4 separate regions of the Mus musculus genome follow, and regions 1, 2 and 3 are each linked to region 4. The links are chromatin contacts, called in public HiCAR-type maps. All regions are on one chromosome and are shown on one strand. Each heading gives the region's core, a stretch centred on a gene start, on an enhancer-like site or on the middle of the called end of the contact. The rest is flanking DNA. Distances are from core to core; before and after follow the strand shown.

Region 1 (4,168 bases), core at 689-3,188, 3.0 Mb after region 4:
CCATTAAATCTGCTGGTTATTCAAACATGTTAATAATTCCAGGGAAAGAGTTGGCCTCCATTCCCTCTCAAGCTCTTTTCTGGATAATTAGTTCCTCTGATTCTGCTAGAATTCCCAACACGTTACCAACCTTAGATACAAGGCTGCAAACAGTGACATCACTGTAAAAACAATGCTGCCATCAAAGGACACTTGAACAAGAGTCTCAAGTGTTCCCACTCTTCACACGCCATGAGCTTCTTCAACTACAAGGCTCAGAATTTCCTGAATCCCTCTATACGAAGAGAAAGCGTTAACAACGGTGTCAAGTAAGGCCTTCGGGATTCACAGCTCCACTCTAAACCAATGACTGGTTAATGAAATGTTGGCAATGAATCTTAAGACGCTGCTCAATGAGACTAAAACAGTTCCGTGGTTATGTAGATTAAGCCAGATAAAGCACATCAGACTCCACCCACCATGAGACACAGAGTAGGTTCATGTTCTAATAGTATGATCGATTTTCTTTTAAAGAATGGAGGTGCTTGGGCTGGCTCAAAGAGTAAATACACTTGCTGTAGATCCCCACAACCCACACGATAGGAGAGAGCCTACTACTGCAATCTGGGTGTCAGTGCCTCCTGTGAATACAATCAATCAATCAATCAATGTAATAAAATACATTTTAAAGGAGTGGAGTTGTTTATAATAAAATTCTTAGTGACGATGCATAAGGAAGCAAAAGCTTCTAAAAATTTTAAAGCTTTGATAGTTTTAAATAAAGCAACCACACACACACACAGTGCACAGTCTTCGGGAGAAAACGGTATTAACCAAGTTTCAACTTTAATGGCCAAGATGGTTGACTTGGGTCCTTTGGGCAGGTGGCAGGAAGGTTTTTTTCTTAGGACGCAATCCTCACACATCGCTTTTCTCTGGGAGGGGTAGAAAAATATCTGCCCTTCCTTCACCAGTCCAATGACAAGTCGAAGCCCCACCCTGAGGGAGCTGTGTGGCCCCACGTGTGGCTCATGACGTCCCTGCGCGGAGGGGACACAACCCACCAGGGGCAAAGGAGAGACTAAAAAGACCTCGGTTCCCTGCCTGGCCAAGCGTGGGGTCGTGGGTGGGACAGTGGCAGGGGCTTGGTGGCCCCTGACCTTGGCAGGGTCAGTGAGCTTGGCACCAGTCCCCTTCTTTGCAGCCTACCCGGCGCTGCGCACTGCCCCGCCCGCCCTCGCGGCTGGTGATTGACACCGGAGTGGGTACATACGGGTCCGCGGCGCAGCAGGGCTGGCGTAGGGAAACATGGCTTTCCCTCTCCCGGCCTTCCGCCCGCATCGCGCTCGCCCAGGGCACGGCCCAGGGGACACTCCGGACCCCGCCTAGCTCCTCTGAGTGCTTCCACGTTTTTCGATTTCCCTGGCCCGGGAGACTCCTCTCATTGCTTTCCCTCCACCCTGAGAACAACCTGAGTTTGCCAAGAGGAAACTCCTGCGAGGGGGATGGATACCCGCCCTGGCTGCTGGCAAGAGATGGAAACCATTCCAAGCAGGAGTTGATGGAGAGGGGAGGACGTCCCTGGAGGGAAAGTAACACTCAGAGCTCCGTGCGGGGCGAGCGAGGTCAGCAACAGGCATTTGCAGAAGGAGCGGGCAGCGGCCGTGCCCAGCGCCTGAGTTATTAGGCGCATCGCCGCGTTCATCGCAGCGCAGGGGGCTTACTCCAAACACACTCGAGGGCCTGCGAGCAGGGTTTTTTTTTCCCCCTTTACAGGACTTACCTTTCTCTTCGGCATAATGACTACGTTGGTGCAGCAAAAAAAGTAAAGCAATGTTCTGGGCCGCCTGGCACACTGCTGGATGCTGCCTGGCCGCTGCTGCTACTCCCGCAATGGGCTCGGCTAGCCCGGCCTCTCCGACCTGCACCTCCGCTTCCTCCCCCGGCGCTCCACTCGCTCGCATCCCGGTCCCCCAATGGCGAGCCCTGCCAGCCAGCCGCGAGGCCCCATTGGCTAAGAGAACGTTCTAAATTCCACGAGGGCACGCCCACCCCCGTTCACCCGGTACGCGCAGTTGTAGTTTCCACTTCACTGGGAAAAAAAAAAAAAATCTGCCTGGCGACTGAGCATGCCCAGTTCAACTAGTATCCTTCAGGCTGCACTAACTTGGAGTTTCATTGTTTGACGTGCCTTCTTTGGATTAAACCATTGTGCATCTTCATAGGAAAAAAAAGTTTAGTATTAAGTAATGCTGGGTTAACTTTATAAAGTAAATAGGGCCACGGGGTGCCTTGTACAATTGTTACTTATAAAAGCTTGTAACGGGTGTTCATGGTGCGGGTCTATACAGGGTAGGAAGGTCTGTTCTGGAAGAGTTTCCACAGTTTCTAAGGTTCTCAGTTCCATCTCTAGCAAATACCATCCCCCATCCCCATAGTTCCTTGGTCTAATTGTTTTGTTTTTTGTTTTTCTTTAAGTCTGTGTTACAAGTCATATATGAATTCAGCCAATTATTCAGCTATGTGTGAATAATTGTTATAATTGATATAAATGTTTGTTGTGGAAACTAAGGGGAAATCGAGAAATGTAGGAACAAATAAATCACTTATATATTAAATATGTACATTTAAACGACACCTGCCAGGTTACCATTTTGTGTATAGTGTAATGTTTCTCGACATTCCGCAAAGAATTGCAAAATACATTATCTGAATTTATTTAAGACCGGTTTTATCCTGACTAAAGACCTCAGACCCGGGAGGCTGGGGGGGGGGGGATTTTTTGGTCAACATCCTTCATAAACATAGGCACAAAGACACAGACAAAATTTTATCAAATCAAATTCAACAACATTTTTAAAAAGCTAATACATAACCAGGGGAGTTGAACCTGGGAACACAGGATTCGTTCTGTGAATCAAATCATCCTGAAAATCAATCAGTGTGATCATAGCACTGATTCTATTATAATTATATAATATGATATATAATTATATTATGTTTATTATAGCACAAAGCTATAATCGGGACTGTGACCATCTCAAGGGCTGCAGGGGGAATGCTAGGGAATGGGTGAGCAAGTCATGATAAGTCTACAGTAGAATATTACTCTGTGATCAAAGAAATAAGTTTTCCCTGATGAGATAAATAACAAAAGAAAAATGCTAAATGGAAGTCAATACAAGACACTATACTGGGTGGTTTTGTTTATATGAAATTCCAGGAAAAACAAAGCAAACTAAGCAAGATTAGCCCGAGAATCATTTACAAGCCAAAAGACATCTTAGGAAACTGCTCTAAAGCCTTACACTGTGTAGTGGCTATTCCTGGTTGTCAACTTGACAATATTTGGAATGAACTACAATCCGGAATTGGAAGGCTCACCAGTGACCCTTATCTGGAGGCTTGGAGATCCTTATCTGGATCTTGGTTTGAAGATCTTGAGCCATAGTGGCTATGGATTCCAGAAGATTGAATCTCCGAGTTAAGGAACACACCTTTAATCTGGGCTATGCCTTTCATCTGGGATTAAAGGTGTGGTGGAACACACCTTTAATCTGGGCTACACCTTTTGCTGGAGACAATATAAGGACATTGGAAGAAAGAAGCACAACGTTTAGTGGGTCTATTTGGATTCTGGAGACAACACATCCCTCACTTGGGTGTGTTACTTAGGCCTATTTACCAAGTGACTCGGAAAGCTGCTAGCTTTGTGTGGGGCCTGGAACAGGAGAAGGCCCTTCAACAGGTCCAGGCTGCTGTGCAGGCTGCTCTACCACTTGGACCATATGACCCAGCAGACCCGATGGTACTTGAGGTGTCTGTGGCTGATAGAGATGCTGTTTGGAGCCTCTGGCAGGCCCCTGTAGGTGAATCACAGAAAAGACCTTTGGGATTTTGGAGCAAAGCTCTACCATCATCTGCAGACAACTATTCTCCCTTTGAAAAACAGCTCTTGGCCTGCTATTGGGCCTTAGTGGAAACTGAACGTTTGACAATAGGACACCAAGTTACTATGCGACCTGAACTACCCATCATGAGCTGGGTACTATCAGACCCTGCAAGTCATAAAGTGGGACGCGCACAGCAGCAGTCTATTATCAAATGGAAGTGGTATATACGTGATCGGGCCAGAGCAGGTCCTGAAGGCACAAGCAAGTTACATGAAGAAGTTGCTCAAATGCCTATG
Region 2 (4,375 bases), core at 620-3,119, 2.8 Mb after region 4:
GCACACTCACACAAACAACTGTATCAACTTCTCTTAGGCAAAGAAGAGGCTGTGAAACCTGCAGCTCCTTTACTCAAGTAAACTAAGAGAACCTTACCATTCACCATACTCGTGTCAGCTCCACGTATGGAAAGCAACTGTTTGTAAATTATTGCCTTTGAAAACTCACCAACTATAAAAACATTGTTTTTCAATCAATTAAAGAAAAACATCTCAATATAAACAAAAACTTAAAAGCCAAGGTCCACCCCACGGCAACTATGCAGATAAAACCCACAATTCTTCAATGACCTCTATAAATGACTTTTAATAAAAGAAGGTAATATCCCCCAAGAATCTGCAAAATTGGAAAACGCCTATTAAAACTTCCAGGTTTATACTTCGGCAGATCTGTTTGTATAATGCACAATGTGCCGCTGGGTGACTACCATATCTATCTGAACGCCTCCAACCAAACAAAGATTAAAAAAAAATAAAATTAAAAATCTGGGTCTGAATCTACAGAAAACAAAAGACAGAGGAGAAGGGGGAAAAAAAATTTTAAAAAATCTTGCCAAGGTTCCTCCGCGGCTCAAAGGCCTTCTTGTGAAATGCTAATGCCACTTCGGAGCAGTTAGTCACCAGCTATTGTGTGGAGCTGGAGAAAGCTGAGCCGGCCGCGCGTGCAGAGCAAGCAAGGAGCTGGCGAGCGCGCTCTCCAGGCTTGCGCCGCTCCCGCTGCCGCCGCCGCCGCGCGCGCGCCCCCGCGCGGATACGCGCGCCGGCCCCTCCTCCTCTGGCCTTGCACTGCACAACACTCATGACGTATCTTTATTTCTAGCACATTAACAAAATATCACAAATAAATTGTCCGCGGACCCCGCGGCCCCGGGGCGCCCGCACCCCCGGCTGCCGCCCCCCGCAGCCCCCGCTCCGGCCTCCCAACCCTCCCCGTGGCCTTTGCAGCTTTTCCCGTTCTGGGGCCAAGTTTTTGTCTCTGTAAAAAATTGCGGGAAATTCAATTTTTATTCGACTCGGGGAAAAGTTTCTTTGCAGTGCGCTAGGAATGTCTCACCAGATTCTGGTAGGTCCTGGGGTGCTCCTTCCCGGTCCAGTCGGTGCGCCGGGGCAGCAGCTGCGGGGACAGGACGCCCGGTGAGCGCGGCCCCCGGCCCGGACCGACGCCGCTCCCCTCCCCAGTCCGCCCCGCGCCCCGCCGGGGACCCCCCGCGCCCCGCGTCCCGCGCCCCGCCGGACGCCCGAGCTTGCGCAGCGGCCCGGGGGAGGCCGTGCGGCGGCGGGACGGCGCCGGGCCGCCGCGCCCTTACCTCCTTCTCGGCCACTTCGCGGATCAGCACCTGCAACAACAAAGCGGGGACGCTGAGCCCCCGCGCCCCGGGCCGCGGCCCCGCCGCCGCCGCCGCCCTCCCCCACGCCCGCGGGCGGCCACCGCGAGCGCCCGCCCGTCCCCGCGCCGCGCGCCGCCTACCTGAGCCGCCTGCTGACAGGGTCCATCTTCCAGGAACCGGGCGATGAGGAAGTAGAGCTCTGCGCGGGAGAGAAGGACGGGGAGACACGGGCTGAGCGGCCGCGGGGGGCGGGGGCCCGCGGGCGAGTCCGCCCGGCGCGGCGGCCCCGCAGCGCCCGACTTACCCGATCGCAGCTCCGAGAGGCCTTTCCTCTCACGAGACATGTTTGCGGGTCACTTCGGGGCCGCCGGCGGGACACCCCGCCGCCGAGGGGACGCGGGGACGGTGCCGCCGCCTGCCCTGTAGCTGTCAGTGTGTGCTCACGAGCCGAGCCTCGGCTCCACCATTCAAGCAACGGCGGCGGAGGCGGAGGAGGAGGAGGAAACAACAACTCTCAGGCAGCGGCCCCGGCTGCGGCCGCCTCCGCCGGGATCCCTCCGCCGCAGAAAGGAGTCCGCGCCTTCGCGGCCCCGCACTCGCCGCCCCCGCCCCCCGCGGGAAAAGGAGTGCCTCGGCCTAGGCCCGCGCCCGCGCGGTCGTCGCTCCGCGCGCCCTGGGCCGCCACTTATTTATTTATTTCCAGCGCGAGGAGATGTCGGAGCCGAAGCGGCGGGCTGCCTGGCGGGCGCTTTCTCTAAAGAGGCCGCGGGCGGGAGGGAGAAAGGGAGGGAGGGGAGGAGGGGGCCGGCACGGCTGCGCGGAGGGATCTGACGCACACGGAGCCGCAGCACAGGCTCTATTCAGCGGCGCTGGCTGGGTTGAGATGGAAGTTAGTTTCTATGTAGCAGAAATAGGAAACAAATGAAGCAAAACTGCTCAAAGAGGGGAAATGCCGGGAGGACTGGGCTCACTCTCACGCACGCACAGAGACTCTCAGCGAGCACTCTCAAGCTGGGCCAAGTCGGGATCGCGCTGCCCTGCCCGACTTGAACGCTAGTGTTTGCTTTCAGTCTTGCCATGTGCATGTGTATAAATGCTGCGGATTGGCATCCGTGTAAGTCTTGTCCTGCGATATTTCTGCAGCCTGGGCAAGTGTTGTGTAATTTATTGGAGTGCCGTGGGTTGCAATAGAGGTTCGGGCTTTTTTTTTTTTTTTTTTTTTTTTGAGCCACTTGCGTTCTGCAAACCCGTTATTCCCCGAAGCCACCTCTGCATATTTCTTTTATTACTACCATCGCCTGAAGCGTTCGTTTAAAAAAAAAAAATGTTTTTGTTTTGATAAACGGGCAAGAGGAACTCCAGATTTGTACTTCAGCTCATCTTTTCCCCCACTTATTACAAAAAGGCTAGTGATGGCTAATTAGGGATTTGGAAGTGAAGAACCTTAAAGCTTTTTAAAGTGTTTACAAGAAGGGCTAATATAAACCTGAAGGAAAGGAAAGGGCGCTAGCTAATACTTATCTCTAACTGATATGGAGGTAAATTACTGACACGGTCGATAACCTACCGAAGGTTATTGAAAGAGTATATTACAGTTTAGCAAAGGTGATTAGTGATTAAATAATTTAAATTATCTGTGTATCTTGCAGTTGACTTCGTCATGCTAATTAATGGCTTCTAATTTACGGTGTAAACCATTCCTGTTTACAGTTAATCACGGGAAGACTTCTTAAAAACTGGCGAAAAGCAGAAACAAAAATCTTTTCGTAAATCCTAATGTAATTACTGGTTTTATATGATACATCGTTCATCTGTGTTTTGCTGATGAGGATAGGGGCCTTGTTATTTTTAAAACGAATATGGGTGAAATTAATGGAAACAATGGAAAAGGCCGTTTGTTAAAAAACAAGGACACCGAGTGATATTTATCTCCAGATGAATTAAGCACTTTCCAAAAAGACTTTGAGAGTTCAATTTTTTTAAAGGTTGGCCTTTTAAAGAGAATTAGGCTAGTCATTCTTTTGTTAATCCTTAACAAAAGATCCTCTTTGAATTTCTTAGATAATAAGCTGCATTTTATGGGTCTGATTTTAAAAGGTAATTTGTGAGGTAAGGACCAAGAAGCTGGATTGTGGTTTTCCGGGATTGTTTCCTCAAGCCCTGCACCCTCCTAGCTCCCTGCCTTCCTAGTGGGAAATGCTGCAGCCGCCTTAGGCTGTACTGCAAGAGCACTAAAACACCAGACATTCTCACACATGTGAGCACGAGGAAACCGTCTCAACCCCCTTTGGAATCATGGATGTAAAATTGCCTTTTGTAACTCAATAAAAATAAGAGGTTACCCCGATTGGTCCTAATGCTACAGTATTATAAGATCTGCCCCTAAACTGGTGTGGCTAGCCTCAGAATCTGGACATGTTTGCATTTTTAAAACGTGTAATCCTAGTCTTACAATGTTAGGTAAAGTAGCCTGCTTCTGAATAATTAGGCATAAAACATATTTTATATGCCTTTGCAATTGTATTTATTTATGTGACTAATGTTGTTTTATCTTAACTTTTTAAAATGCATTATGTCCTTCAAATAATTTAGGTACTTCATTGAGAAGGTCTTTAAATGAACAGATTTTGAGAACTAAAAATTCTACTTGAGGCTTGCTGGTTCTGCACGCAACACTAATCTAATTCTTCCTCTTAGATGTTTTGCCCTTGAGAGGTAAAAATCAAATTTTGGCAAGTAATGTAAACTGTATCTGGATAAAGTTTTGTAGGTGTTAGGAGACATGGGAGGCTAGCATGATACCATGTATGTTTTCCATGCAGAAGCCATGGGAGCTTTTTCTTGAGACTGAAAACAAAAATAAAAAACTGTTTAAGGAAAGCCTGCTTCCTTCTAAACATGTCATTACTAACATTTTGGCTAACTTTGACAATGTTTTTAGTTTCTTTTGAAAACAGTTGTAAGCTTGCCTTTAAATTAATTCCTATGGTTGTTTTTCGTAAAATATAAAGAGTGCTTGACAAAAATTAGGATTTCTCTAATTCTTT
Region 3 (3,994 bases), core at 891-3,390, 2.1 Mb before region 4:
CTCGATATGTAGACCAGGCTGGCCTTGAATTTGCAGTGATTTTCCTGCCTCAGACTCTCATGTGCTAGGAGGAATTTGAGTGTGAGCACTATACTGGGATCTCTTTCTTTGGAGAGACATCTGTGAGCTGGAGAGATGGTTCAGCAGTTGAGGGCTGGATAGTCTTCCAGGGGACCTGAGTTTGGTTCCCAGCATTCGTGTCCAGCAGCACACTGGAATTCTCTTTCTGGCCTCTGTGGGCACCTGCACATACACGGCATGGTGTCTCAGTTAGGGTCACTACTGCTGTGATGAAACACCATGACCGAAAGCAACTTGGGGAAGAAATGGTTTACTTGGCTTACATTCCCACATCACTACTCATCACTGAGGAAATCAGGGCAGGAACTCAAACAGGACACAATGGTGGATGCAGGAGCTGATGCAGAGGCCATGGAGGTGTGCTGCTTACTGACTTGTTCCTGCATGGCTTGCTCAGCCAACTTTCTCATAGATCCCAGGACCGGCCTGCCAAGGGATGGTACCACCCACAAAGGGCTGGGCCCTCCCCATCAATCACTAATTAAGAAAATGCCCTGCAGGCTTGACTGCAGCCTGATCTTTCGGAGACACTTTCTCAGGTGAGGCGTGCCTTCCTCTCAGATGACTCTAGTCTGTGTCAAGTTAACATAAATCTAGCACACACTTTAAAACATTAATTTAAGGAGAGGGAGAGAGGGAGGGAGAGAGAGAGAGATCTGTAAAGAGAATTAGTGATTCTGAATTCTGGGTCATCTTTTCAGATGTGATTAAAAGTTTATCACAGATCACAGTTAATAGGTTTGCTAATATTGAAGATCTGGTACTGCACCAAACCCCACACCATGCCAGGCTAGTCGGAGGCTCAAAAATAACTAGTTGAATACAGAATGCCTATCTCAGAACAGAATCCATTGTTAACCTTGATTTTGACAGTAGGAACTGGAATTTTACTACATTTAGTCGATTTTAATCCCACTTGAAATAAGCAGGAGCTTAGTTAATCATCAGTATTTTCATAGTTGAAAATTACTCAAGCATCATGGTATAGTTTAGTGGGTTAGTTTCTTCGCAGATGAGATTAACTGAACATAAAGAAGGTTAAGGGCTTAATCGTGGTTTGAGGACTACTTTTGAAAGTTTAGAAGAAGAATCAATTAGTGTGTTTTCTGTGCACCAGACTAGTTTCATAAAATAAACCGTTGCAGCCAATTCATGTTAAAAAAAAAAAAAAAGCCACTTGAGTGTTCTCCCAGTCAGTCTGGTATCTTTCATTCTTAAATCATCCAGCCCTAGCCGGAAACTAGTTTCTTAAGTCACTGCAGAGCCTACATACTCCATGCAACAGTCCCGTGAGACCGGAGCTGTCACACATGGAGCTTGGCGCAGTCTCTCCGTCCGCACAGCAGAGAAGCGGCTTAGGCCCTCGCTATCAAGAAACTTGGCAAGAATCCCTCCAAGTCCAGTTTGCCAGCACTGCCTGCGAATATCCTACCAGGGCCACTGACACCTCGAGGGCGTGCGTCCCAAACGTGGAGCTCCCGAAATCATCTATGGGCCGGGCTGCCAGAACAGAAGCGATCAACAAGTGTCACCGCTTGCCAGGGCCACCTCCCTTGTGCAGAAGCCAGGACAGGTCACCTGAGACCCGACTCCCAGCTCGGACAGTCTGGAGTGACCGAAGCGGGCCTTTCCTCGGCTATCCGTCAAACCCTGCCCTCACCACCCGGCCCTTGCTGCCCTCCCTCCTCGGTTACCATGCTGGCCGGCGGCCGGCCCAGTCGAGGGGCTTCCCGCGCCCGGCTCCCGGAGGGGTGGCGGCTGCCCGGTGTCTACTCCTGCCCGTCTGCTGCAGCGCGGCTTAGCAGAGTTCTCGGTCGGAGAAGCGCACCAGGCAGCGGCAATAACTGCGGGCCCGGCGTACGGCAGCCATTTTCGCGGGACAGGGGGCCGGAGGCAGGCGCGCTGCGGCGGCCGGGGACTCGAGCTGCGGAGGGGTCGCCGGTCGCCAGCGGAGGCCGAGCACCGAGCGAAGAGCTGAGCGTCGGCCCAGCAGGAGACGTCTGGACGCAGCGGCGGAGCTGCCTGCTCTGCTGCGGAAACTGCGCCGCCGCGCCGCGCATGCGCAATGCCGTCGTCGCCGTCGCCGCCGCCTGCTTGGCTACCAGCCACCCGTCGCGAGCTAGGGTGATGGGCCTACTGTGTGCAGCCGTCGGTGGAGCTAAGCTGGCCCGCCTCACTCAGCCCGCCTGTTTGATGCTGAGAACACCCAGGCAGGAAGGAGCAGACGTTAGCTCAAAATGTTTGAACCTGAATTTGGAGTAGAGCCCCCTGAGTCGATCCTAATTGGACATTAGGGGACAGTACTTTAGGCGCCCTGGACACTGGGTGCCCTGTCAGAATGAGAAAAGAGAGCGAAAACTCAACAATCATTGAACCCCACAGACTCTGAACCGAAGAAAACGTACGCTCATGTGTGCAGCCGGAGAGTGGTAACAGCCAACGCAAGTCACGTCGAACTACAGATCCCACAATACAACGGGGGAAGGACGGCCCTTTTCAAGGCCTGAAACCCGACTCCTGAAGGAGTGGACACTACAAGGGACGCTGGGATTTGTAGTCAAATGTTCCACGTTGAGCCGGAACTTACACCCACCCACCCCCAACCCGGTGCCACTTCTTACAGTCCAAACATCCGATTCCACGTCAATAGAAGGCACTTGGATTGCACATTTTAGAACTTTTTCACCTACAGGCATATGCTAGCAAAACTTACGGGCTTCCTGGCCTCTGACAGACATTTAGACAACATTTATTGAGTTTCTGTAAGTGTTAGAACCTAACAGCCAGGACGCTACATTCACCCGACTTCACAGAACTTAAAATTTTATTGTGCTACTTTATTCTGGAGCTCAGAAATGAAGTACGTCTTCGGCAAAGACATGGAGGTAAAAGGGGAGGGGTGCAACTTGATTACAGTAAGAAATTGCAAATCCTGTGTATGTTGTCTATTTAGTTAGTTTGTATTCCACTGAGTCCAGTTAATGCTGGAATATTGCCTTATCTTTTGGGCCTGATTTTGTAGAAATTATCATAATTTCAGTAGGCTGATGAATACACCTGTCGTGACATATCCAAAAGACAGCATCTCGGAACACTCTTTCCTGTCCCCGGGCTCTTACATTCTCTCCACCCCATCTTCTTTAATGTTCCCGGAGCTGGGGGCTGGGGAGTGGATATAGATATGTCCCATTTAGGGCTGAGCACTGTCACCTATTCTCGGCAGATTTTGTAAATAATGGAATCCACCTCTAGGTGGAGACTGTCCTTGGCTCCTCCCTTATAGACTAATCTAGTGGGATATAGGTCAGGGACTTGGCCCATGGGATTACCCCTAGGAAGGTGAAATCAATTTAAGACAATGTCATTTTTCTTCCAGAATCTAGGGTGTCATTCCCTAGAAGCCACCATGAGATTCAGGCAGAACCAGGTAAACTTTTTCTAGCTAGAGACCAAGAATGCTTTTACATTCCTTAACTAAAGCTTTGAGCTTCCTTGTCCTCCGAAGTTCCCCTTCCGGTCGTGTTCCACGCCTGTTTCTCTGCTTCAGTCTCATCCTCCTGGCTGTTTCCCGTTTTACAACTCGCCAGTCCTAGTTTTCCTAGTTCTTGAGGTGCTGTCTGTGTCCAAATTTAAATTATTTTATTAATGAGACTAAGAACCCTGGAAGGAGGCTTCTATTTCCTCGGAATCGTATGGTGGCTCTTCGGGGACTTCCCCGAGATTTCTTAACTGCCTTTTAATTCCTTTCTTTAAAAGACTTGCTTACTGTTACTTCTGTGTGTGTACGCTTGTGTAAGTTTATGTGCCACCATGAGTGTGAAGGTTCCTAAACAGGCCAGAAGGTATCAGGTCACCTGCAACTGGACTTAGAGGTGATTGTGAGCCATTTCACATGGATTCTGGAAACCTAAAC
Region 4 (4,162 bases), core at 1,350-3,849:
CTACTGACTTACAAACAGATTATCTTTATGTCAAATTCAAACTTAAGTAAGGTATGTATTAAAAATATGTAGCGATCTTCATTTTTCCTTTAAAGAAATTTATCATTATTAATTATTATCATTACTATTATTATTCTACCTACTTCATGTGTAGGGCGTTGTGCTTGTACATATGTCTGTGTACCACAGGAATGCAGTGCTTGATGAAGCCAGAATAAGCCTATGAGATTTCCCCCTGGAGCTGGATTTAAAAGCTCTTATGAGCTACTATGTACTCATAACTGCTGAGCCATCTCTTCAGCACCATGATCTTCATTTTAAAAAGCCAATTATTTCTGCGTACCTGCAATATATTTGGGTAGGAGCCCTATGTTAGGCATTGTCTTAGTCTGCTTTGTATTACTATGATATAACACCACCCAAAGCCAGTTTAGGGTTTATTTCAACTCTCAATCCATCACAGGAACTCAAAACAGGAACCTGAAAGCAGGAACTGTTGCAGAGGTAAAGGAGAATTCCTACTTACTGGCCTATTCATCCTGGCTTGTTCAGTTTGCTTTCTTATATTCCCTGGGACCACCTGCCCAGGAATGACACTTTTCACAGTGTACTGGGTCCTTCCATTAATTAATTCCATCAATTATCAATCAACCAAGAAAATGTCCCATAAGCTTGCCTACAGGGTAATTTGATGGGGGATTTTTAAAAACTAAAGTTCCCTTTCAGACGACTCTAACTTGCATGAAGTTTTGCCAAACAAAACAAAACAAACCCACATAAAACAAAGCAAAACAGATAAAAAACCTAACCAACACAAGCATCTTCTTCAGTCTTTCATCCTCTTATTTTTTGTAGTGGGGTCTCAGTGAGTCCAGAGCTCTCCTTTTCTGCTAGAATGGCTGGCCAGGGTGAGCCAATGGTGAGCCAAGGGTTCTGCTTGCCCTCTATCCCCCTCTCTCACCTTAGTACTGGAATTTGAGAAATAAGTCTGCCCCTGGTTTTAGTTTATTTTACAATCTTTGATATAGTTGAGATTTTTCTTTTGGCAATCTTGGAGCTACATTTCTGTGGTTGCTGTAAATTACTTCCTTTCTTGGTTTTCCTTCCTCTTTTTTAGTTTCCCTAATTTTACTTACTGTCTTACGAATTTGAAATGTGTTCAGTGGAAGGTAGCTTTTTCATCAAGTCATTTGGGTCGTCTCTGAATGCCTGACCCTTCCCTTACCATTTTTTTGTGGTGATATGGATTGAACCCAGGGCCTCACATGCTAGGCAAGTATTCTACCGTGGACTTAGTTATAGCCCATCTCTCTCTGAAACAGGATATTACTAACTGACCATGCTGGTCTTGAACATGCAGCTTCCCGAGTAGCTAGAATTACAAGCACGAGGCACCAGGTCCAGTTTGAATTCCTGAAACCTGTCTTCTCTGGGAATCTTCTAGACAGAGCCCAGTGGTCAGAGTACAATATGAGGAGTTGTTTCTCTCCTTGAAACATGCTGGGCTTCAGGATGGGCTGCAAGAACCCTCACTGGCTGAACTATCTTGCCAGCCCCTTATTTTGTTTTCATATTAACCTCTTTTTTCTAGTAAAGGAGATGTTTGCTCTCAAATTTGCATAGGAATGTAATATTTAATTTAAAAAGATGACCCACATATGACCTTATAAGGACAGTAAAATTAAACAACCGGAAAGATAAAGCGGGCCAGTTGGCTCAGTTCTATAAAACCAGCCCACAAGGATTGTCACTATTCTTAGGCTTGCGCGGGCTACATGATGAGTTCCAGGACTGCCTGGTTACAGACCGAGACTCTCTCAAGAGTCCAGATAAACAACAACAAAGGGGGCGAGGTGGAAATACAGGGGCTGTAAGAAGTAAATATGATATCTGCATGGGAGGCTAGCCAGAGAAGAAAAAATTTTCTTCCGTGGTTCAATCCTCCAAGGGCTGAACAGGAAGTTGACGCAGGCAGGTGAGGAGCACGAGCCTAGATGGGCTGCGGTGCCACCCTTAATCCCCACAAGCGAGTTCCTCCGCAATTCGCCTGTCCCACTCTCAACTTTTCTTCAACTGACTCTTTGCTGTGGTCCCTCGCTGTGGCAGTGGAAACAACTACCACTGCGAGGTAGGGAATGTCATGAGGGGCTACCTGCAGCCCTTGGCTTGCAGGGATGCAGGGATGCGGTCGGAACCTGAGGCCCCGCCCTTCTCTTGCCCCACGCCATTAGGCCACGCCCCTACCCAGCACTCCTTCAACCACCCCCTTCCCCGGCGCCTCATGAGGTCCCGCCCCTCTCAACCCTAGCTCTTGAGGCCTCCCCTTCACAGCCGCCCCGGCGTTCCTTGACTTGAGGCCACGTCCCTCTGCTCCTTCATTCCCAAGACCCTACGCTTTGCGAGTCCTCCCTGTCCTGCTGCCTAGGACCCCGCCCCTCTCAGCCCTTCTGCCCCAAGACCCCGCCCCTTAGGCTGTTCCCGCCCACTGGCCAATGAAGACCCGCCCTTTCTTTAGCCGCCCCGCCCCGGTCCCACAAAATCCCGCCTCCGGCCCCGCCTCCCGCCCCCTTGGGCGCTCCGTAGCAGTGACGTGCGCAGGCTGGGCACTCTGCAGGGCTCTCTGGCCGGCGGGTGGAGACCGATCCGGGATCTGTCCCAGCAGGAAGCGTATCCCGGCCGCCGTCGTGCTGTCGTCTCCGGTGCTCGCTCTCGGCCGCGGTGTCGCGCTTGCCCTTCGCGCCCGCAGCCCGGCAGCCTCTCCACGGCCGCGACCCCTCGCGCACCTGCCTCGCCGGGTGAGTGTGGGCGCCTGCCCGCCTGCCTGTCCTCACCGCCTTGGCCTCTGCTCTGCCCGGCGCGGACTGGAGCTCTGGCTTCCCCTTCCCGGGCCAGCGGGGCTCCTGTCACCTGACGAGTCCCACCCGACACTGCAAGATAGTTTTATTTTCTCCTTTCGAAACACAGTGAAAAAGCTACACAGTCTAGTTTGTTGTCAGAGTAAAGATCAATTGATACCATTAATAATTTAGCTGTGTCGAAGAAGACCATGGTAGCATACTATAAAGCTGGAATTTTAGTTCCTAAGCGTTCTAGTATTTTGAGTGTGAGTTTTACGGATGTGTTGCTGAAAATAACTTTGTTATTTAATTCCAAATCGTCTTAAACTAATTAAAACGTGCTAGCTGTGGATTGTATTTTAAAATAGGAAATAATTTGATAAGGCCATTCTTAGATAATCTATGTCAGGAACTTTTACACAAAGATACATTTTATCCGGCATAAAGTATGTAGGGCAGAGCTGTTTAAATCCCAATGTGGAGATACTGCTGGAGCGCTACACAAACGCTGCTCCGATTTCATATGTGTTGAATAAAACTTTAGTTTGCTCTCGTGTTACAGTTGCAGGATTTTCGAATATAGTTAGTCAGCTTGAGACTTTTAACAGCCTTTGAGGCTCGGCTGTAACACCATAAAATCTGAGTCTTGAGCTTGGTGGTGGTCATGGTCCAAAGGTTGGCTGCGGAACAGCAGCATTTCTGTACAAATTAACTCGACTTCAAGACATCTTGGCTTGTGGTTTTCCAACTGGGAAATGTTTAGTGAAAAAAAAATTACCTTAGTGCTCTCTAGCATTAATTTTAGAAATGGCCACAAATGCTACAAGGGGGACAGAGGAAGCCCAGAAACAATGTAGTTCTTCAGAACAGCTCATTGACTTTTAAATGTCTGCCCATTTTCTGTGTTTGCAGTTGCACAGGAGTAAACAGGCACAGTGATAAATAGAAGTCATTTTAGTCTGATGCTCGTCGGCCTGTAGTGTTTTTATTTCGTGTGTGTGATCTGTTACCCATTTTTTTCCCTCTTCCTTTCAAGTTTTGTATTTGTTTTCAAAAGTTACTTGTAAAAGGCAGGGACAGAATACAACCCTTAAGAAAAGAGTATTGCGATTATACAGTTAAAAAGCCGTGGAGTATAGATTTTACATATGGTCTTTAGTACCTAGACACATGAGCAAGAAAAAGTGAACAACTATGATTTTTCATAGAAGCTACAACATATTAAAAACAAAGATGCAAATTATAGTCCATGGGACTTGTCCGAAAGGGATTTTCCCTTGTTTACACGATCAAATTTTAAAATAACAGTGGCCAGGAAATCGGAG

The links. HiCAR-type assays count read pairs that join an accessible place to other places.
Region 1: a contact with region 4 is called in a HiCAR-type map of astrocytes, with 7 times the contacts expected there. The contact joins the promoter of Hmgn3 here to the promoter of Myo6 in region 4. A contact is called at or near these places in 3 of 39 promoter capture datasets (cranial neural crest, hippocampal neurons and pre-B cells) and 1 of 115 datasets of contacts at active chromatin or transcription factors (astrocytes).
Region 2: a contact with region 4 is called in a HiCAR-type map of astrocytes, with 6 times the contacts expected there. The contact joins the promoter of Phip here to the promoter of Myo6 in region 4. A contact is called at or near these places in 4 of 39 promoter capture datasets (cranial neural crest, erythroid cells, hippocampal neurons and 1 more), 5 of 115 datasets of contacts at active chromatin or transcription factors (astrocytes, embryonic forebrain, kidney and 2 more) and 1 of 9 other capture datasets (liver).
Region 3: a HiCAR-type map of astrocytes shows a contact between it and region 4, with 4 times the contacts expected there. The contact joins the promoter of Fbxo9 here to the promoter of Myo6 in region 4. A contact is called at or near these places in 3 of 39 promoter capture datasets (erythroid cells, liver and pre-B cells), 1 of 484 Hi-C or Micro-C datasets (muscle stem cells) and 1 of 115 datasets of contacts at active chromatin or transcription factors (astrocytes).

Annotation. Positions count from the first base shown.
Region 1 is chr9:83,144,669-83,148,836 of GRCm38.p6, forward strand. Hmgn3 (high mobility group nucleosomal binding domain 3) reads right to left here and starts at 1,939. Exons shown (of 6, transcript NM_026122.4): 1 at 1,763-1,939. The coding sequence starts at 1,777.
Region 2 is chr9:82,973,620-82,977,994 of GRCm38.p6, forward strand. Phip (pleckstrin homology domain interacting protein) reads right to left here and starts at 1,870. Exons shown (of 40, transcript NM_001081216.1): 1 at 1,633-1,870; 2 at 1,469-1,527; 3 at 1,308-1,337; 4 at 1,055-1,114. The coding sequence starts at 1,672.
Region 3 is chr9:78,106,516-78,110,509 of GRCm38.p6, forward strand. Fbxo9 (f-box protein 9) reads right to left here and starts at 2,141. Exons shown (of 13, transcript NM_023605.2): 1 at 1,776-2,141. The coding sequence starts at 1,778. It also overlaps a transcript of Cilk1 not described here.
Region 4 is chr9:80,162,435-80,166,596 of GRCm38.p6, forward strand. Myo6 (myosin VI) reads left to right here and starts at 2,600. Exons shown (of 33, transcript NM_001039546.2): 1 at 2,600-2,795.